Regions from separate parts of the Mus musculus genome. Here all the other regions are linked to region 5. A link is a contact called in public ChIA-PET, HiChIP or PLAC-seq and promoter capture Hi-C data. All regions are on one chromosome and are shown on one strand. Each heading gives the region's core, a stretch centred on a gene start, on an enhancer-like site or on the middle of the called end of the contact. The rest is flanking DNA. Distances are from core to core; before and after follow the strand shown.

Region 1 (2,741 bases), core at 208-2,707, 900 kb after region 5:
AGCAACTAATGGGATCATATGTAGAGTACCACAGCCAAGCATTAGGCAGAGCTCAGGGAGTCCTGCAGAGGAGGGAAGGAAAGATTGCAGGAGCCAGAGAGGTCAAGGACACAGAAGAAAAGCCACAGAATCAACTAACCTAGTTTCACAGGGGCCCACAGAGACTGAACCAACAATCAGGGAGCCTGTATGGGTCTGGGCTAGCTCCTTTGCATATATGTTATGGTCTTGTAGCTTGGTCATCTTTTGAGACTCCTAAAAGTGGGAACCAGTACTGTCTCTGACTCTTTTGCTGGCTTTTGGGACCCTTTTCCTCATACTGGACTGCCTTGTCCAGCCTTAATATGAGGGAGGCACCTAGTCTTATTGCAACTTGATAAGTCATATTTGGTTGATATCCCTGGGAGATCTGCCCTTTTCTGAAGGGTAACAGAGGAGAAATGGATTGGAGGATGAGGGTGGGGGTCTAGGAGGAAAAAAGGAGGAGGGAAAAACATGGTTGGAATGTAACATATGAGAGAAGAATGAAGGTAGATAGATAGATAGATAGATAGATAGATAGATAGATAGATAGATAGATAGATAGATGAGCCTGCTGATATGTGAAAAGTTTGGGCAACTGGGAGACCACAGAAAGGAAGGATTTGGAGGATGGGATGAGAAGACACTAGCTACAGTTCTCCTCAAAGCTGCATTTCTGCAACCTGCTTGCTAGAATCTGCTTATCTAATAAGTGCATGTGATCCGCTGAAACACTCTTAACGTCTCAGTTTTAGGAAATCACAAGGCAACTAGAGCCAACATCTGTTGATCTCAGTATACATACCAGAATCTCATCCACTAATTTCCTGACAGTGAATCTCATGACAGGAGGCTTTGAAGAACTCCTAGAGTCAGAGCCATAGTCACAAGGCTGAAATGACCCCAGATATTTTAGAGACAAGCATAGGCTATGCAAGCTTAGGTAGCAGCAAGGCTTTGTGATCATGGTGTTGGAGAAGTTCTCCAATTAGGTGGGCAGGTAGAGGTCATTAACCATGTCAGCTTTCCTGAGAGACTGGTCCTCCCAACTCCACCAGTCATAACTCTTCTTGGACCAACCACCTACTTAGATATGACTTCCAGGAGTCCACCTACAGTGGAGCCTAAATATCTCACCTGTAAAATAATATAATGTCTTTATTTGTCTAAAGTAAGGATTCTAAACGAAAAGCTAGAGCCCCTCCTCCCACTCTGAGTCAGTATCAAGTCTGCTATATCTCCACAAATCTCCTTTATCTGTACTGTACCAGCCTCCCCTCATACCCCACAGGGATGATTCACCTCCTTAGCAGTTCCCTTGAGGCTAATTGAAATAGTCCCCAAACTGGTTTTGCCTGCCCATAGACTCATCTAGGCCCAACAATCAGACTGCTTCAAGCTCTTAGATGGACTCCCTGCCATAAATCCCTTCATGTAGCAGAGTCCTCTAGGCCCTCACGATCCTAATAGCTCATCCCTTCAACCAAACCTCCTGTGCAGTGCTGGACCATGTCCTAGCCCCCTGGGCTGCAGTCCCTGGATCTTCTATGCTCCCTTCTTCACCTTTGTACACAATGCTCCATCAGTTCAGAATGCCATTTCTCCTCCCTGTGTTTGTCCCTCAGTGCTCCATTCCAGGTGACGTCCTCCAATCTGTTCTCTCAGCCCTCCGTGCCCATCTTGCATGTCTTCCTCATGCTGAGGTGCTCAACGTCTTCCATTTATTGGTTTGTCTGTTCTCTTGCTTGACTTTTAGCTCAGCAAGGTTGTTCATTGCTCTACCCAGTATACAGCAGTGCCCAGCCCTTGACCAATTCCATAAATGTTGAGTGAGTAGGTAAAAGAGAAATCAATGAATCAAAAAATTTTGAGTTCCCTTTAAGATCCCAAACCATCATGCCTGGCTTTTTATTTTTTCAGCAACACACACACACACACACACACACACACACACACGAAAAGAGAGAGAGAGAGAGAGAGAGAGGTACTTGCATTAGTAAGACTTTAAAGTTAATGAGTTTTTAAGCCTTCCCGGATCATCAAGCAGAACAAGGGCACAAGAAACACAAACAAAAACAAGAGAGAGGAAAGCAAGTAGAAAGGCAGAGGCGGGGTAACACCAGAAAGAAGCACAGCCCACACCATTACTGGGCTGAGGATGCCCGCCTTTTAGCAGAATTTTATGTAGTTTTGAGAAGAGGTTGTTTTGGTTTTAGCTAGAGTCTTGGTGGAGTCCAGGATGGCCTAGAACTCTTGATTTTCTTCTTGGCTTTGCCTCAGGAATGCTGAGGTTATAGGTGTGTGTGCCATCGTGTCGGAACTTTTTTTCAGCAACACACACACAAGAAGAGAGATGGATCCTTGGATAGTAAGATATTAAAGTTACTGAGTTATTTTAGACTTACCGGGTCATCAAGCAGAGTAGCAGAGTAAGGGCACACAAAAAAAAAGCAGGAGAAAGGTGGGGTGGGGGGAAAGCAAGGAGAAAGGTGGGGTGGGGGGGAAAGCAAGGAGAAAGGTGGGGGAGGGGGAAAGCAAGGAGAAAGGCGGGGAGGGGATGGCCTGAGAAAGGAAAGAAGCCCATTTCCTTTGAAATGCAAATGATACTGTCTCATACATAGATATTTACAAAGAACTGTCACGTGCTTTACCTAGGATGCCTCAGAAAGGCTGCTATATCTCCACAAATCAGTGGAATTGAATGAGTGTTATAATCAACT
Region 2 (2,840 bases), core at 132-2,631, 870 kb after region 5:
GCTCCGGGAGAAGATCAAACATTTGAAGCCAGCCTGAGCTCCATAGCAAGACCCCATCTTGAAATAAAACCAAAAAGCTTTGATGGAGGGTGGGGTAGAGTATGTCCTGGAAGAAGAGAAGCCAGAGACAAACTTTGCCTGCCTTGTAGTTTAGCCGAGTCTCCTGAACACCGAGGGTGGGTTATTTCTTTGTTTATACATTTATTTTGCAAGAGTCTCACTGTATAGCCCTCACTGGCCTCGAACTCACTATGCAAATCAGGCTGGCCTCAAACTCATTATCTGGCAGGATAATGATCTGAATGCCTCTGCCTCTCAAGTGCTAGGATTAAAGGCTTGTACCACCATGCCCATGTTGGACTATTGGGCTTCGTAAGAACTTGAGTTAACGGGACAATTCTGTTTATCCTGAGTCTTGAGCTTGTCTCTGCTCCTCATTTGGAAACTGAACATACCCCAGGAGAGCAGATCTGCCTCTTTTAAGGGAAGAGAATCACAGAAGAGTAAACTCAGGGTGGCGTGTGACTCAGGAACTAGTTGTGATGAGAAGCCAGTGGTACACACCCTCCTCACATGGCAGCTCTGCCTGCTGCCTTCCTCAAGAGGAACAAGAAGTGGATGCTCTATGTCTGAGGGGTTTTTTGCTTTGGTTTTTTTTTTTTTGTTTTGTTTTGTTTTGTTTTTTTGTTTTTTTCTTCCAATAGCTGCAGATACTGATGGCCTATTTTTGATCTGTTCCTGTCACTGTCTCCTCCGTGGAGGGGACAGTTGGCCCCACAGGTTGACCGCTGAGCTTGAGCCTCAGGCTGGCAGGGAGGCTGCAGCTCAAAACACCGGGGCACCCAGGGGAAACATTATCCTGCCAGAGCCGAACAAGGAACTGAGTGTTTAGAATAACTTCAAGAAAGTCGTGGGCGTTTCCTCTGTCAGGGAAACAAGAAACCACAGTGAGATAATGGATAGCTATATTCAGGTCACAGATTATCAGCTGCCACTGCTGCTTCCTGTTCAGAATTCGATGAAACTTTCTAGTCACTGAGCCTTGTGGGTACTGTGAGGGTGAGTGCTATAGGGCTTCAGAGTTCTGCCTGGGGCTCTGGCTTAGCCCAGAGGTGGGAACTGGGTCTTTTTGGGGGCTGGGTGGGGGGTGGACAAAGCTTCACATGTCAGTCCTTATTTGTTTGCTGTCTGTTTTGTTTTGTTTCTGAGGCATGGTCTTATGTAGGCTAAGCTGGATTCAGACTCTATGCACCAAGGATGGCCTTGAACTTCTGCTCCTTGTATATCTACCTCTTGAGTGCTGGAATTGCCTGTGTGCACCACCACAGCCAGTGTGTGCTGTGCTAGGGATAGAACTGACGACTTCCTACAAGTTAACCAAACCTCCTACCAGCTGAGCCACACCCCAAGCCCTGGGATCCAGTTCTTAAAAGAGAAGATGGTGGATAAGGGACCAAGAGCAAGGGTTATTTTTTTTTTTTTTTACTACGTTTACAGTATTTGTCAGGCTCTTGAGCTACGAGATTTCCGTGCATTCGCCTGGTTGATTCCAAAAACCACCTATGAGAAAGTAATGTCCATACGTGACAGTGCCACACCTGGGAACCAGACCGGGACTTTTCTATTTTCTCCCTCCTCTGTCCCCCCTTTTCTTCCTTCCTCTCCTCTTTCTTTCCTTCTTCCCTCTTCTTCTTCAACTTCTCTCTCTTTCTCTTTCTAATTTACATACATTTCTATCATTCCTTGGAGTTCTGTCATTCATACCTCTTTCCAGAAAATAGTTGCTGCTGCTCTGACTCCCAGACACACTAATTTTTAATATTTGTTTGTTTGTTTATTGGTTTTAGGAGACAGGATTTCTCACATAGTTCTGGCTGTCCTGGAACTCACCAAGTAAAGCAGTAGGGGTTCAAACTCAAAGATCCAGTGCCCCCCCCTCCTGAGTGGGATTAAAGGTGTGTGCCGCCACCACCACCTGGCAATAACCAAAGGTTTTGGCTTCTGTCCTCCAGTGTTGGTTTTTACTCATTCCTGAACTTCAGACCAGTATTCTTGTATCCAGCTTGATTTTCTTCACAAAGTCTATCTGAGATGTATATATAGTGTATGTACCACCATGTTGCTCCAATTTTACTACCAAGTAGCATTCCATTTTGTGAATTTACACTTCAGTTTATTTATCTAGTGGATTTGGATCCCCTGCCCCAGTTTTAGGTTATTTTGAATAACACTGCCATGAACAGTCTCCTTAGTTGGGGATATTTAACATTTTATTAAACACTGTAGTGTCAGAGATATGGGGGCCATCCCATACTCCCAGAAACCCTAGACCAGTGTTCTAGTTCTTTCACACTCTTGACAACACACAAAATTATTGTTCTGTTCATCTCAGCCGTTACAGTGAGTGCAAGAATTGGGTCTTTCTGATTCCAAAGCCTATGCAGCATTATAAAATCCTGGGGTGGAGCTCCTGCTGTATGTGTGGCTCTCTGTGGTGGAGGGGAATGAGAGAACAGAGAGATGCACTCCTGGCAGAAGGAATGGAAAGGGACTGCTTAAGACAGCTGGGTGCCAAGAAGCCAGCCTCCTCTATCATTTCTTGATTGGGTGCAACATGCCATTTTCTAGGAACAGCACTGCTGGAGAAAGCTCTCTTGTGGCTTCTGGTACAAAGGCATGCCAAGTGTGTGGCCAGTATGGTTAGAGCCTACTGTAGAGTCAGCCCTGTTCTTCCCTAAGAGCTTGAAGTGGTTCAGGCCAGAACATCAAAGGACCATCAAGGATGGGCCAGCCCCAAGAGGCACTGTGGTGCAAAGAGTAAAAACCTGACTGTCCTCCAC
Region 3 (2,862 bases), core at 295-2,794, 530 kb after region 5:
ATGGTGTTTTAAGTCTACCTGCCATCGTTTTCCCTCATCATTGCCGACTGCTGTTCTCTTCTACTATAAAAGGCTGTAAATATGACAGAGCACTTAAAGCTTAACAGCTTTCCTGAGCTGGGGTGGGAAAGCATTTACGACAAGAGAATCTATAGAGTGCCAAGTCGTTTTCTATGACCAAGAAGACCAAAGACATTAAAGCATTGATCATCATATTTAGCAAGTGTCTAGTATAGATTAGTGAAGTAATCTTTATTTATTTTTGAAATTGTGTCTGTGTAGTATGCATGTGAGAGCATGTGTGTGTGGATAGACTGTCTATGCATGTATGTACACGTGGAGGCTAGAATTGACAAGCATCCTGCTCTATTGGCTGTCACCTTCCTCCTTTGAGACAGGGTCTCTCACCAGTCCTGGAGCTTTACATTTCAGCTAAAATGGGAAGTGAGCCATTGGGAGTCACTTGCTCCGAGTGCCCCAGGCTCCACAGGGTTACAGATGCATGCTGCCTGCTTTCATGCAGGTTCTGGGCAGTCAAACTCAGGTCCTTACACTTCCACAGCAATCACGTTATCACTGAGCCATCTCCCCTGCCATAGATAGCCATCCAAATATTTGACTTTAGACACAGTATATTCATGAGGGTATTCTTGAATATAATTCTTAAGTATAAAAAAATCACATAAAACAGTGTCATAGAAATTTACATTAATTTTAGGGACGATGCAATGGCTCAGAATGTAAAGTACCTTTGTACCAACCCTGATGATCTGGGTTTGATATCTGGAATCCGCATCATGGAGGTCAGGATGTCCTCTCACCTCCACACATAAATGGCACAAATGTGAAGACACACAGAAATGTGAAAAAAGGATTTAAATTTAATTTCATTAGGGGTATTCAGAATACTTTCAGCAGATAAGGAACAACCCTATACTAGAAAGAATCAGGATGCCACAATTTTATCAGTCACATATGCTGAAAATTTTCCACTTGAAATTCATGCATTTGTTGCCATGGTAACTGTCCTTTCTTGAACACTTATAGTAGCAAACCTGAACTTGCACCGTAGATTTCTCTCTTTGCTTCCCTTCCTTTGGGATTATAGCTTCAAGAGGCAACTGTGCTGGGGATGGGGCACATCCAAAGCTTCGGTTTCACATTTCCTTTGACATGATTCTTCACAGCAGGACCGTGTAAGGACAGTTATTTTCTAAAACTTAGGGATTTGTCTCTCTAGCCATTAACAATGGAGGGGATTTGAATGAACAAATATTCTTGTGGTAAATGTCACTCATGACCATCTGACAATACTAATATGAAGTGACTAATTAGGAAAAGAAAATAACAAAATGACAAAGTTGAACTGACATCCAAGTTAGAGAGTCCTGGACTGCAATTCAGCATGTAATGTAAATATTGTTTGTTCATTTGTTCACTAATTGAGTCAGCCAATTCAATCTGAGGACATTTATAGAATGTGTTCTATGCTTAGGCACAGTGTTGTCATAGGAACACACACTATGAAGCCTTTTCCTATGTCATAGAGATTCTAAATACCAGACAAAGCAAAGAAACAAGCAAGCAAGCAAAAGCCAAGCACGGTGATGCATGCCTGATAGCCAAACCTATTAGGAGGCTGAGGCACCATGATTGCTGCCAATTCAAGGCCGGCCTGGCTAACTTAGCCTTATCTTATCTCACAGTATAACCAAAGGACGTGAGAAATGTCTCAATAGGTAAAGCACCAGTCAGCTAACTCTGAGACCCGAGACCCAGATGGACGGAGGAAATTCATTCCTGCAAGTTGTCCTCTGACTTCCACACATGTACTGTGACATGCAAGTAAATATACACACAGATGCTTGCAAAACAAACGAAATAAAACTCAAACGTTATCAATCACAAAAATGTGTAAGGATACCAAGTATGAAAACCCTACGAAAGCTTATGCAAGAGACAGGCCCAGGAAAGTACGGTAGACATAAACTATGTAAATATGTGAAAGAGAGCATCAGGCAAAAAATGAGTCTAAGGAACTTCCTGAACCAAGAAAAGGGACAGTGTTCTTTTTCTTCAAAGTTAAACAATGATATCCCATTAAAATAACTGAAAACCAGTAGAGCTAATGAAATACGAAAAAAAGCTAGAAAAAAAAACCCCAGAAGGTTCTAAGTATGTGGGCTTTGCTGGTATGGTAAGAATATAAATTTTATCAGACTGTAATAGGATGCCAGGGAATTATTTTAAAGAATATTAACTTATCAAACATAAGAAAGGATTTGTTTTGCTATTTCATGAAATAGGATTACAGAGGAAGGGAGAGTGTTAGTCACATTTCACATCTAGTCCAACGGAAAAGCCCCCGAGCTTTATCCTTAAACTGTTTCTAGATCTTGACTGCTCTTCCTTAACTCCACTGTTACTCTCCATCTATGCTACCCTACCTCGTCAACTCCATTATAACAGTTTCCAAATCCCGTTGCTTCCAATTCCATTCATTTGCTCTAAGCTCTGCAGTGCTGCCGCTTGGCAAGAGGCAAGAACCGCAGAAGTCTAGGAGGCTCTTCCAGAGCTCTACGCCACCAGGACTGCCTCAGCCTCAAGCCCTCTTACTGTTGATAGTAATAATAACTGTATGATGATGAAGACAACGATGATATTGGTTCCAAATGAACTGAACTGCAAGGGATCTGAAGCTAGGCAAGCCAGCTCTTCTTTAGCAAGCACCGGCCCTTGATTGGGTAGTCACTAAGTACTGTGTATGACTTAGACTTTGCTAAACTCTTTATCAGATCACACCATCTGAATATTTATGCTATAAAATGTTCCTTTTCATTTAATACTCCCATGGTTTCTTTC
Region 4 (2,930 bases), core at 354-2,853, 780 kb after region 5:
TTAAATCTGGTATGACGGCTTACAGCTGTAACCCCAGCACTCAGACAACTGTAGCAGGAGGAAGGGGAGAGGGAATCTGAGGTCAGTCAGGACCATACGGTGAGATTCAGTCTTAAAAATGGGGTGGGGCACACCATCCTAACCCAACTCAGCACTGCTGTTTGGTTGGGCAAGAAGATCTTGCTATGCAGCCCACGCAGCCTTTGTAGCTCAGGATGGCCTCAAACTAGCAATCGTCCAGCTTTCAACCCCCTAAGTGTGTCCCAACTCCCTGTTAATGCTTTTTAAAATCATAACCAAATACAATTTATCCACCAAAAAAAAATGCAAGCATGGTTCATTATCAGAAAATGTACATTCATGTAGTGGACTACTGGTTACCATAATACAATAAAGGAAAAAACTGTGTGATTGTCTCAATGGATACTGAAAAAAAACATTAAACAAATACAAGCTATTTGTGTGTGTGTGTGTGTGTGTGTGTGTGTGTGTGTGTGTGTATAATTCAGCTGAAGATAACTGTCTAAAACCTTAAGACCCTGGGTCTGATCTCCAGCACAACAAGTAAGTCTTACCATGAGCAGAAATATAAATAAATATAAATATAAATAAAATCTTACCATGAGCAGAAATATAGACTGGAGGAAAGAAACGACTATCATAATGTTTTTAAAGTAGCTGAGTTTATTTAAGAAAGTAATTTTAAAAAAAAAGAGAGAGAGAGTCTGTGGCAGGAGTGGACCATCAGCAAACCTCCTCCCCTCTAGATAGTTTTACCTCTATTATCATTCATGGATGCCTTGAAGAAACTAGCCTACTATCAGCCAGCATTCTCACAAAGGAGAGGGAGAGTGTGACTTAGCACAGGCCTTGCAGTCAGACAGTCTTGGGTTAGGATCTTCTGCCATCCCTGGGCTCAGTTACTTTCAACAAGTTACTGAGCTTCTGAGCCTCTGCTGCCTCGTGAACAAAATGAAGTGGATTAAATAACAAGCAGTCCACACATGGAATTTAAGAAATAGAGCTGTTTCATGGGTTCCTTGGCTCTACTCTGGGAAGAACAATAAAAATCTGAAACAATTTAAGGAAAAGCAACATATAATCTTTACACTTTAATAATGCATTTATTCATTTGAGATTTGAACTATATTGGAAAAGTCAGGGTAATAAAGGAATAGTGTTTCTATCTGCCTTTCGTCCTGTTTAACTTATTCGTATGTGTGTGCATGTGTGTGTGCGAGAGTGAGTAAGCGCATGTGTAAGTGTATGTTTGTATGGGGGGATGAGAGAGAGAGAGAGAGAGAGTGTGTGTGTGTGTGTGTGTGTGTGTGTGTGTGTGTGTGTATTCATGTGCACATAGTAAAGTCTTAACTCATTGAGTGTCTTCCTCAATCAAATTCAACTAGACTGGCTACCCAGTGGGTAAACCACCAGGACTCTCCAGACTCCACCCTACCCCCTGGCCCCCAATGTTGGGGTTACAGGTACATATCACTGGGTATAGTGATATACCCAACCTTTTCTGCAGGTGCTAGGGATCCAAACTCACACCCTCATGCTTACACAGCAGGTACTTTCTGCAGTGAGTCATCTTCCCAGGCCTGTTTGTCCAGGAAAAACCTGTGGCAGTCAACAGTCTCTATATACCTATGGGATGAGTCACTTAGTCAATAGTATGTGTGATCCCTGAATCTGTAAAAGCTTAGTACTTTCATTCTTTACAGTTGGCACATTTTAAGACAAAGGAGCCAAGGGGATGGCTTAGTGTAGTACAGGACTTGCTGTGCAAGTCTGGCAGCCTGAGTTAATATCCTTGGAACCCACAAGAGCTAGATGAGGTGCAGCTTACATCTATCAGAAGAATCACCAAAGCTCACAAGAACAGCAACAGGACAGAAACAAAAGGTAACCCAGCCTCAATAGCAGAGAAAACCAAGTCCTGGAAGTTATCCTCCGACCTCACAGCCACATTAGGGCAAGCACATGCCTGCACCCTCACATAGACCATAAACCACATACATAGAAACATAACAAATAAACAAGAATTATTAAGACAGTGAAATATATCACAGATTACATCTGTACTTTTCTCCTTTTTGAAACACTTAGGAAAAGAATAAACTGTTATCTTCTAAAAATAGTACACAACTTTAATCCCTCATCTCAGGAGCCAGAGACAGGTGAATTTAAATTTAAAGAAGTCAGCTTGGTCTACATAGTGAAACTGTCTCTCAAAGCAAAACAAGTCATTACTGTCCGAGAGTCACACTTCTTTCTGGAGAACCTGACTATAAAATGAACATACCTTCAGAAACCATGAAATCTGCAATAAGAAAGTAACAGGGTGATCTTGGGTGAGTTGGTTTGTCAAGGATTGGTCTTTTTATCTATATAATGAGTTTATTACTGATGGTGTACACCTGCAATCTTGGGATCAGGATTTTAGGCCAGCTTTGGCTATATATGCAGCTCAAAGTTAACTTAGGCCGCATGAGACTCTGCCTCAAATGTGAGAGCTTATTTTAAATGAGCAGAATCTTTACATTGGCATTCTCAGAATTACATGGTGTCTTAGTCAGGGTTTTATTGCTGCGACAAAAACCATGACCAGTAGTAAGTTTTGGAGGAAAGGATTTATTTGGCTCACAAGTCCACATTGTTTCTCATTACTGAAGGAAATCAGGACAGGAACAGGCAAGAGTTGATGAAGAAGACATGGAGGGGTGCCTCCTTTTTGGCTTGCTCTCATGACTTGCTCAGCCTGCTTTCTTATAGAACCCAGTATCACCAGACCAGGGAGGTACTACCCACAATAGACTAGAACCTCCCCCATCAATTACTAACTAAGAAAATGCCTTACAGCCAGATCTTATGGAGGCACTTTCTCAGTTAATGTCCCTCCTTTTAGGTAACTAGTTTTTGTGTCAAGT
Region 5 (2,753 bases), core at 47-2,546:
AGGATTCTGGACTATGGGTGGCTTCACTTCTTGTCGTAAATGACCTCTTAAACCCAAGAATTTCCACGGACCATATTTCCACCCTGTGGCCAATATGCGGGCCAACTCAAGCTGTATTCAAGTGTTAACAATTCGCACTGAATTATCTGTAAAATCCAAACGTCCAAATTCCCCTTGCAGATTTAATTTTTTTAATTTAAAGGTAATGTACTAAAGACTTACACTTGCCTGACATCTGAACCTTCTTAAAAACGAAGCACAGAGGAGAAGAAACCACTCGCGTCAGAAGAAATCTGAGTGACATCTTTATTTTCACAAATCACTACCCTCTACGAACATCACTTCCTCTCTCCGATCGCCTCCCCCAGTCCCTGTACGAGAATCAGCGATGCATACCCGCCCCTCGCAATCTAGCTTCTTAAAGGGATCACAAACAGGCAAGCCCCAAAGCCGTCATCCACTACCCAGAGATTTTTGACACCTTGAAAGACACTTACCTGTAAAAAAGCCAAGGCCCTAAATTAGATCCCCAAGGGCTCCTTTTTTTCCCCTGGACTTTTCCTCTCTAACCTTTAGGCCAAGCTCCTTCCCACCCGACAGCACCTCCCTCTTTCCAGGCAACCCTAACTCCCGCCCTGCGAAACCAGCCACCATTCCCACCGAGTCAGGTGGCTGTCAGTCCCCACCCGGCTGCCTCGCCCTCATGCGGGTTACGGGTTACAGGAGGCCCGGGGCCAGCTCTCCCTATCCCTCATCTCTATGGCTACAACCCAGGGCACCTCCTCCTCCAGGTCTGGATTCCGGGGACCCCTCTTGCACGTTCCTTCTCCCCTAGCCGGGTAGCAAGGACCCAGCCCCTGCGCCTCGTCCCTTGTTGCCCGCGGGTCAGCTCAACCCCCTGATTTTCTCCGGATTCCATTCCAGAGCGGCCTCCCCTGGCTTCCCCAACCGTCTCCCCGCGGCCCTTGGCGCCCCCGACTCTCCACTCACCCTTGGTTGCAGGCGCCCCCCAATCTCCCCTCTCATCAGCCTCGGCGCCCGCTCACCTCCGCGGTGGGAGCCGGGCTGCCGGGACCCAGCTCGGAGCCGGTGTCTAAGTCGCCGTTGGAGTCGGGGGTCCTCGGCGCGTAGGCGGGGCGCAGCGCCTTGAGAGTCAGACGCGAAGGCCGGGGGAGGGAGCCGGAGCGCAGGCGGGAGCCGGCTCGGCTACCAGCGGGCATCGCTCCGGCCCCTTTGGAGCCGTGCCGCCAGCAGCGGCCAGCCGAACCGGAACTGCTTCGGGAGGCGGGGCGCTACGGGGAGGGGGCGGGTCCAAAACCGGAAGAGGAGGGGAAACCCAAGGGGGAGGGGGAGAGCGCTTGCGTCATGCCCAAGCATAATTCATCAAAGGGTTTTAATGAAGATAGGAGAAGGCTTGTGGGTTGTTGACTGGGGTTGGAGCCTAGGAAGAGGCTATTATCCTGAGCCCTTTGAAGGGGCAAACCCCTTCTCAGTCAGTCCTCAAGTTGCATCATTTATTTGTTTTTCCACCTTTGGTGTTTTCGAGACAAGGTTCCTCTGTGTGTAGCTTCAGCTGTCCTGGACATCACTCTGTAGACCAGGCTGGCCTCAAACTCACAGAGATCCACCTGCCTCTTCCTCCCAAGTGCTGAGATTAAAGGCGAGTGCCACCACTGCCCAGCCCCGTTTATTGCCCCTTGATTTTGTACTGTGCTAGAGACTATACTTCAAATCATTGTTTCAACTCTGTAGATCTCATAGAAAGGTCAAGAAACATTGTAGCCTGACGTAGCACAGTTAATCCAAGCTGGTACCCAAGCCCAAGCTAACCTCAGACAGAACCTGGGTTCTTTCCTGCTACTACCATACCCCACCTTAACGGAATATCCCCTTCTAAAGCAAGCCTAACATTGGCAGAATCCACGTCTGAAGCCATCTGCAGCTTGAAATCTCAGCCCTCTTTGACTCTACTTTCTTGAACAATGCAGGACCGGCTTTGGTAGTTCTGAGGGAGAAGGGGGCAGATTCTAAGATGGACAGGAGGAGAACAGGGGCAGCCAGGAATCTGCCTAGTATGCTCAGAACCTTCAAGGGCTCCATGACACTGCAAAACATCTCATCTCCTGCAGCCCTTGTAGGCAGAGAACTCTCTTGTCCCCGTGCTTCTATAGGGGTAGAGGTGTTGCTCAGTGGTTAGAGCACTTGCTGCTCTTGCTGGAGACTCAGGTTTAATACCCTTTCACCTCAATGCCTCAAGTTCAATGCCACATGCCACCTCACAACCATCTAGAACTCTAATTCCAGGAGACCCACCCCCCACCCCCACTTTCTGGATACAGCAGGCATGGGATGCATGTGGCCCACATACATATTTGTAGGCACTCAAACATAATTTTAAAACTTATTTTATATGTATAAATGTTTGCCTGCATGTATTATCTGTGTTCTTAACCACTGAGCCATCTCTCCAGTACCAATAAAATATTTTTAATTATAAAAATAATGTTTAAAAAGTGGTTCTAGTGTCCAAAGATTCTCAGAGCCTTATTCTCAGAGCCTTGGGCAATGATCACCTCTCTGACATAAAAGGATCCATCAGCTTTCTCTTAAAAAAAAAAAAAATCTGCTATCTTCATTATAGAACCACCGTTCTGTGTGAACCCTACAGCACACGTCAGATGCTTTCCTCCCTGTGTGCCTAAGTTTCTGTGACTCCACAACTCTGACAAGGTCCCCTGTGTTCCACAATCCAA
Region 6 (3,001 bases), core at 397-2,896, 550 kb after region 5:
TGTTGATATAAATTGAAGCTTATCTAAAAATGGAAAAATAGCACATATACACAGTTAGGAAGACTGTTACAATAACATTATGTGAAGCTGGGAGCTATGTGCATTTACTTGTAATCCCTAGGATTACAGACACAGAATTAGCCTAAGAGTAAGAGATACCTTCTCACAAAACAAACAACCAACAACTAACAAACCCCAAACATATAGCAACAATACAAAAAGGTAGCAGTCCTATCCCCAGTAATCTATAGACCCAACACAGTTAAAAAAGAAGCTCAGATATATTCTTTGTATAAGTTGGTGAGGGGACTCTAAAACACAGGTAGCAGACTTTCGAAGAAGAACAAGGCAGGTGGTCAGTGACAGCTAAAGTGTACGGGACTTCATGTTTTTGTACATACATGTACCTATTCATATGTATCTATACCCGTGTGCAAGTTGTGTGCACGTGTGTGAAAGCGGGAAGTCAGCATTAATCACGCTTTAAGTTATCTTTGGAGACAGGTTATCTCATAGAACCTGGAGCTGGGAGGGATCCATCCTATCCAACCCTCATCATAGTTGGGATTATAGCACCTGGTTTCCTGTCAGTGTTAGGGAATGAACTCAGGTCTCTAAGCTTCCACAGTAAAGATTTTACTGACTAACCCATCTCTTAAGCCTTGGGATTTCTTTTGGAGGGGATAAAAATACTACAAATTTACAATGGTCATGGTTGTTTATATCTATAATAGAAAATGACATGGAATTACAACTTTTGAATAGATTATGGAGTGTCTGCCATGTCTATATTAAGTCAAGTTCTTAAAATTTAGGATGTACACAAAATTAAAGACTATTTCCTTTCATTCAGGTGAGGAAGAAGCACCAAAAGATACCAGGGAGTAATACCACTTGGTGCTAAGTCTATGTTTTGTTATTCTTCATGTTTAAAACATGAAAATATACATTCAGTAGCAACTGAGTCAAACGTGCCAGTCATGAATTTCAGAGCTTTGAATGATGGGGAGAGATAAAGAATTCTCAAAGCAACTTTTAAGAAAATGCAGCAAAACAAATACAAATAGAAGCACAGAACTGTTATTTATGAGGAGGAGCTTATGAGTGGCAATGCACAATGAATGGGATACCCACACCTATTAGAACACTTGAACAGTACACTACCAAGTACATCATCATTGGGAACAGAAATGTAAAACTAAAATCTAAATGTGTAGGAAACCTAAGTCATTACGTCACCCATACATCCATCACAGTGCATCAAGGAAAATAACTTCAATTCTGCATAATGCCATAGCGACATACGATAAGTATGAGTCACACTGTATTTACATATTTACTCTGAATATGTGACATTGTGTTGGCTAATTTTTATGTCAGCATTACCAGGTTAGAGGCATTTGGGAAGAGGGAATCTCAACTGAGAAAATGCACCCCCTCTCCCTGGTCTGTAGGCAAGCCTGTGGTACATTTTCTAGACTGGAGACTTATGTAGGAGGGCACTGCCACCTCTGGGATGTTGGCCCTAGGTGCGATCTGAAGCAGATTAAGCAGGTCAGAAAAACAAGACAGTGAGCAGAAGCACTCCTTCATGGCCTCTTCAGTTCCCTCTTGGACATCCTGCCGCAGCTTCCTTCAATGAAAGACTGAAATCTGAGTTGTGCTGCAATAAACCATTTCCTCCAAAGTTGTCTGTGGTTGTGGTCTGTAACATAGCAGTAGAACCTCTAATCTATACAGAAATAAAGATAATTAGATATAGAATGAACTGAATACTACAGTCACTAAGAAGTTGTTTATGGAAGTGCTTCCTGAAATTGATGTTTGCTGTACATGCGTCTTTGTTTGAGATAATGCAGCTCTGCCTGGCCTGGACCTCAATTTGGGGCCCTCAGATTTTTTTTTTAAACTATTTCTGAGCCAATATTTAAATGTTGTGCATAATTGTACTATTCAATATCTAGGGGAACAAGCAATAGTATTGGTTAAGTAAGCCTACTCTGCATGACTCTGACAGCCGTTTTAAGCATTCAAATATTAGATTAGCAATGAACATGCTATATAAATATTTATGACAGTGTAAAAGTAGACGAACTGAAAGCAAGTCTCTGAGAAGCAGCAACGAGCCCTCTGTTCGCCTGCATGGCCTACAGTCTCACATGTGTTCCTACCAAGTCCTCCACTCGCCTGCACGGCCTACAGTCTCACATGTGTTCCTACCAAGTCCTCCACTCGCCTGCACGGCCTACAGTCTCACATGTGTTCCTACCGAGTCCTCCACTCGCCTGCACGGCCTGACAGTCTCACATGTGTTCCTACCGAGTCCTCCACTCGCCTGCATGGCCTACAGTCTCACATGTGTTCCTACCGAGTCCTCCACTCGCCTGCACGGCCTACAGTCTCACATGTGTTCCTACCGAGTCCTCCACTCGCCTGCACGGCCTGACAGTCTCACATGTGCTCCTACCGAGTCCTCCACTCGCCTGCATGGCCTACAGTCTCACATGTGCTCCTACCGAGTCCTCCACTCGCCTGCATGGCCTACAGTCTCACATGTGCTCCTACCGAGTCCTCCACTCGCCTGGACGGCCTACAGTCTCACATGTGTTCCTACCACATTTCCATTTCTACTTTCATGCTCTTCTTGACTACACCCTGATTCCCTAGTAGGTCAACTATTTACACACAGATAATAGATACACACTAAGAGGCATGTACCTTAGAACTTCCAGAATTATTCACATTCTCGTTATCAGAGTAAATAAATGTTACATGTGCCTTATGATGATTTTCTAACAGTTTAAAATTAGTAACATTCAAAGTAACTAAAAAGTAGAATTTCTCAAATCAAACCTAGTTTGGGGTGTGTGTGTGTTCATGTTTGAGGATGCTCCAGGATACATGTGCAAAAGGCAAACAACAATTTCCAAAAGACCACTGCCGCGTGGGTCCTGGGGAAGACGCAGGACACCGAGCTTCGAAACAAACAATTTTTGACACT

Evidence for each region. Promoter capture Hi-C pulls out the DNA fragments that hold promoters and counts their contacts. ChIA-PET counts read pairs in DNA pulled down with a chosen protein or histone mark. HiChIP or PLAC-seq counts read pairs in DNA pulled down with a chosen protein or histone mark.
Region 1: a contact with region 5 is called in a promoter capture Hi-C map of the HPC-7 cell line, with 5 times the contacts expected there. The contact joins the enhancer-like site here to the promoter of Samd8 in region 5. A contact is called at or near these places in 5 of 39 promoter capture datasets (the HPC-7 cell line, embryonic stem cells, hippocampal neurons and 2 more), 2 of 115 datasets of contacts at active chromatin or transcription factors (bone marrow-derived macrophages and large pre-B cells) and 2 of 9 other capture datasets (embryonic stem cells and macrophages).
Region 2: a contact with region 5 is called in an RNA polymerase II ChIA-PET map of memory CD8 T cells, with 9 read pairs. The contact joins the enhancer-like site here to the promoter of Samd8 in region 5. A contact is called at or near these places in 5 of 39 promoter capture datasets (embryonic stem cells, hippocampal neurons, liver and 1 more), 3 of 115 datasets of contacts at active chromatin or transcription factors (embryonic forebrain, embryonic stem cells and memory CD8 T cells) and 2 of 9 other capture datasets (adipose tissue and liver).
Region 3: a promoter capture Hi-C map of hippocampal neurons shows a contact between it and region 5, with 5 times the contacts expected there. The contact joins the enhancer-like site here to the promoter of Samd8 in region 5. A contact is called at or near these places in 16 of 39 promoter capture datasets (the 3T3-L1 cell line, 3T3-L1-derived adipocytes, the C10 cell line and 11 more), 2 of 15 datasets of contacts at CTCF or cohesin (embryonic stem cells and large pre-B cells), 1 of 484 Hi-C or Micro-C datasets (bone marrow-derived macrophages), 7 of 115 datasets of contacts at active chromatin or transcription factors (the 230-238 cell line, bone marrow-derived macrophages, embryonic basal ganglia and 3 more) and 2 of 9 other capture datasets (adipose tissue and macrophages).
Region 4: an H3K27ac HiChIP or PLAC-seq map of trophoblast stem cells shows a contact between it and region 5, with 4 times the contacts expected there. The contact joins the enhancer-like site here to the promoter of Samd8 in region 5. A contact is called at or near these places in 2 of 39 promoter capture datasets (embryonic stem cells and hematopoietic stem and progenitor cells), 3 of 115 datasets of contacts at active chromatin or transcription factors (astrocytes, embryonic forebrain and trophoblast stem cells) and 4 of 9 other capture datasets (adipose tissue, liver, macrophages and 1 more).
Region 6: an H3K4me3 HiChIP or PLAC-seq map of bone marrow-derived macrophages shows a contact between it and region 5, with 4 times the contacts expected there. The contact joins the enhancer-like site here to the promoter of Samd8 in region 5. A contact is called at or near these places in 8 of 39 promoter capture datasets (the 3T3-L1 cell line, the C10 cell line, cranial neural crest and 5 more), 1 of 15 datasets of contacts at CTCF or cohesin (large pre-B cells), 4 of 484 Hi-C or Micro-C datasets (bone marrow-derived macrophages, embryonic stem cells, myeloid progenitors and 1 more), 10 of 115 datasets of contacts at active chromatin or transcription factors (the 230-238 cell line, bone marrow-derived macrophages, embryonic basal ganglia and 5 more) and 2 of 9 other capture datasets (adipose tissue and macrophages).

The regions. Positions count from the first base shown.
Region 1 is chr14:20,849,292-20,852,032 of GRCm38.p6, reverse strand. No RefSeq gene overlaps it. Among named protein-coding and RNA genes, the nearest start is that of Plau, 14 kb to the right of the region's middle. Within about 2 kb of position 1,457, at least 23 of the 459 cell types and tissues checked have an H3K27ac peak or open chromatin away from gene starts, as enhancers often do. A contact at or near this core is called in the HPC-7 cell line, where this site is marked.
Region 2 is chr14:20,883,417-20,886,256 of GRCm38.p6, reverse strand. No RefSeq gene overlaps it. Among named protein-coding and RNA genes, the nearest start is that of Gm30212, 3.6 kb to the left of the region's middle. Within about 2 kb of position 1,381, at least 21 of the 459 cell types and tissues checked have an H3K27ac peak or open chromatin away from gene starts, as enhancers often do. A contact at or near this core is called in memory CD8 T cells, where this site is marked.
Region 3 is chr14:21,220,588-21,223,449 of GRCm38.p6, reverse strand. The region is part of intron 4 of Adk (adenosine kinase); the gene reads right to left. Among named protein-coding and RNA genes, the nearest start is that of Adk, 170 kb to the right of the region's middle. Within about 2 kb of position 1,544, at least 15 of the 459 cell types and tissues checked have an H3K27ac peak or open chromatin away from gene starts, as enhancers often do. A contact at or near this core is called in forebrain and hippocampal neurons, where this site is marked.
Region 4 is chr14:20,972,719-20,975,648 of GRCm38.p6, reverse strand. All of the region lies in intron 2 of Vcl (vinculin), which reads right to left. Among named protein-coding and RNA genes, the nearest start is that of Vcl, 45 kb to the right of the region's middle. Within about 2 kb of position 1,603, at least 58 of the 459 cell types and tissues checked have an H3K27ac peak or open chromatin away from gene starts, as enhancers often do. A contact at or near this core is called in trophoblast stem cells, where this site is marked.
Region 5 is chr14:21,749,074-21,751,826 of GRCm38.p6, reverse strand. Samd8 (sterile alpha motif domain containing 8) reads right to left here and starts at 1,296. Exons shown (of 6, transcript NM_026283.3): 1 at 1,047-1,296. The coding sequence starts at 1,220.
Region 6 is chr14:21,199,691-21,202,691 of GRCm38.p6, reverse strand. All of the region lies in intron 4 of Adk (adenosine kinase), which reads right to left. Among named protein-coding and RNA genes, the nearest start is that of Adk, 150 kb to the right of the region's middle. Within about 2 kb of position 1,646, at least 19 of the 459 cell types and tissues checked have an H3K27ac peak or open chromatin away from gene starts, as enhancers often do. A contact at or near this core is called in bone marrow-derived macrophages and hematopoietic stem and progenitor cells, where this site is marked.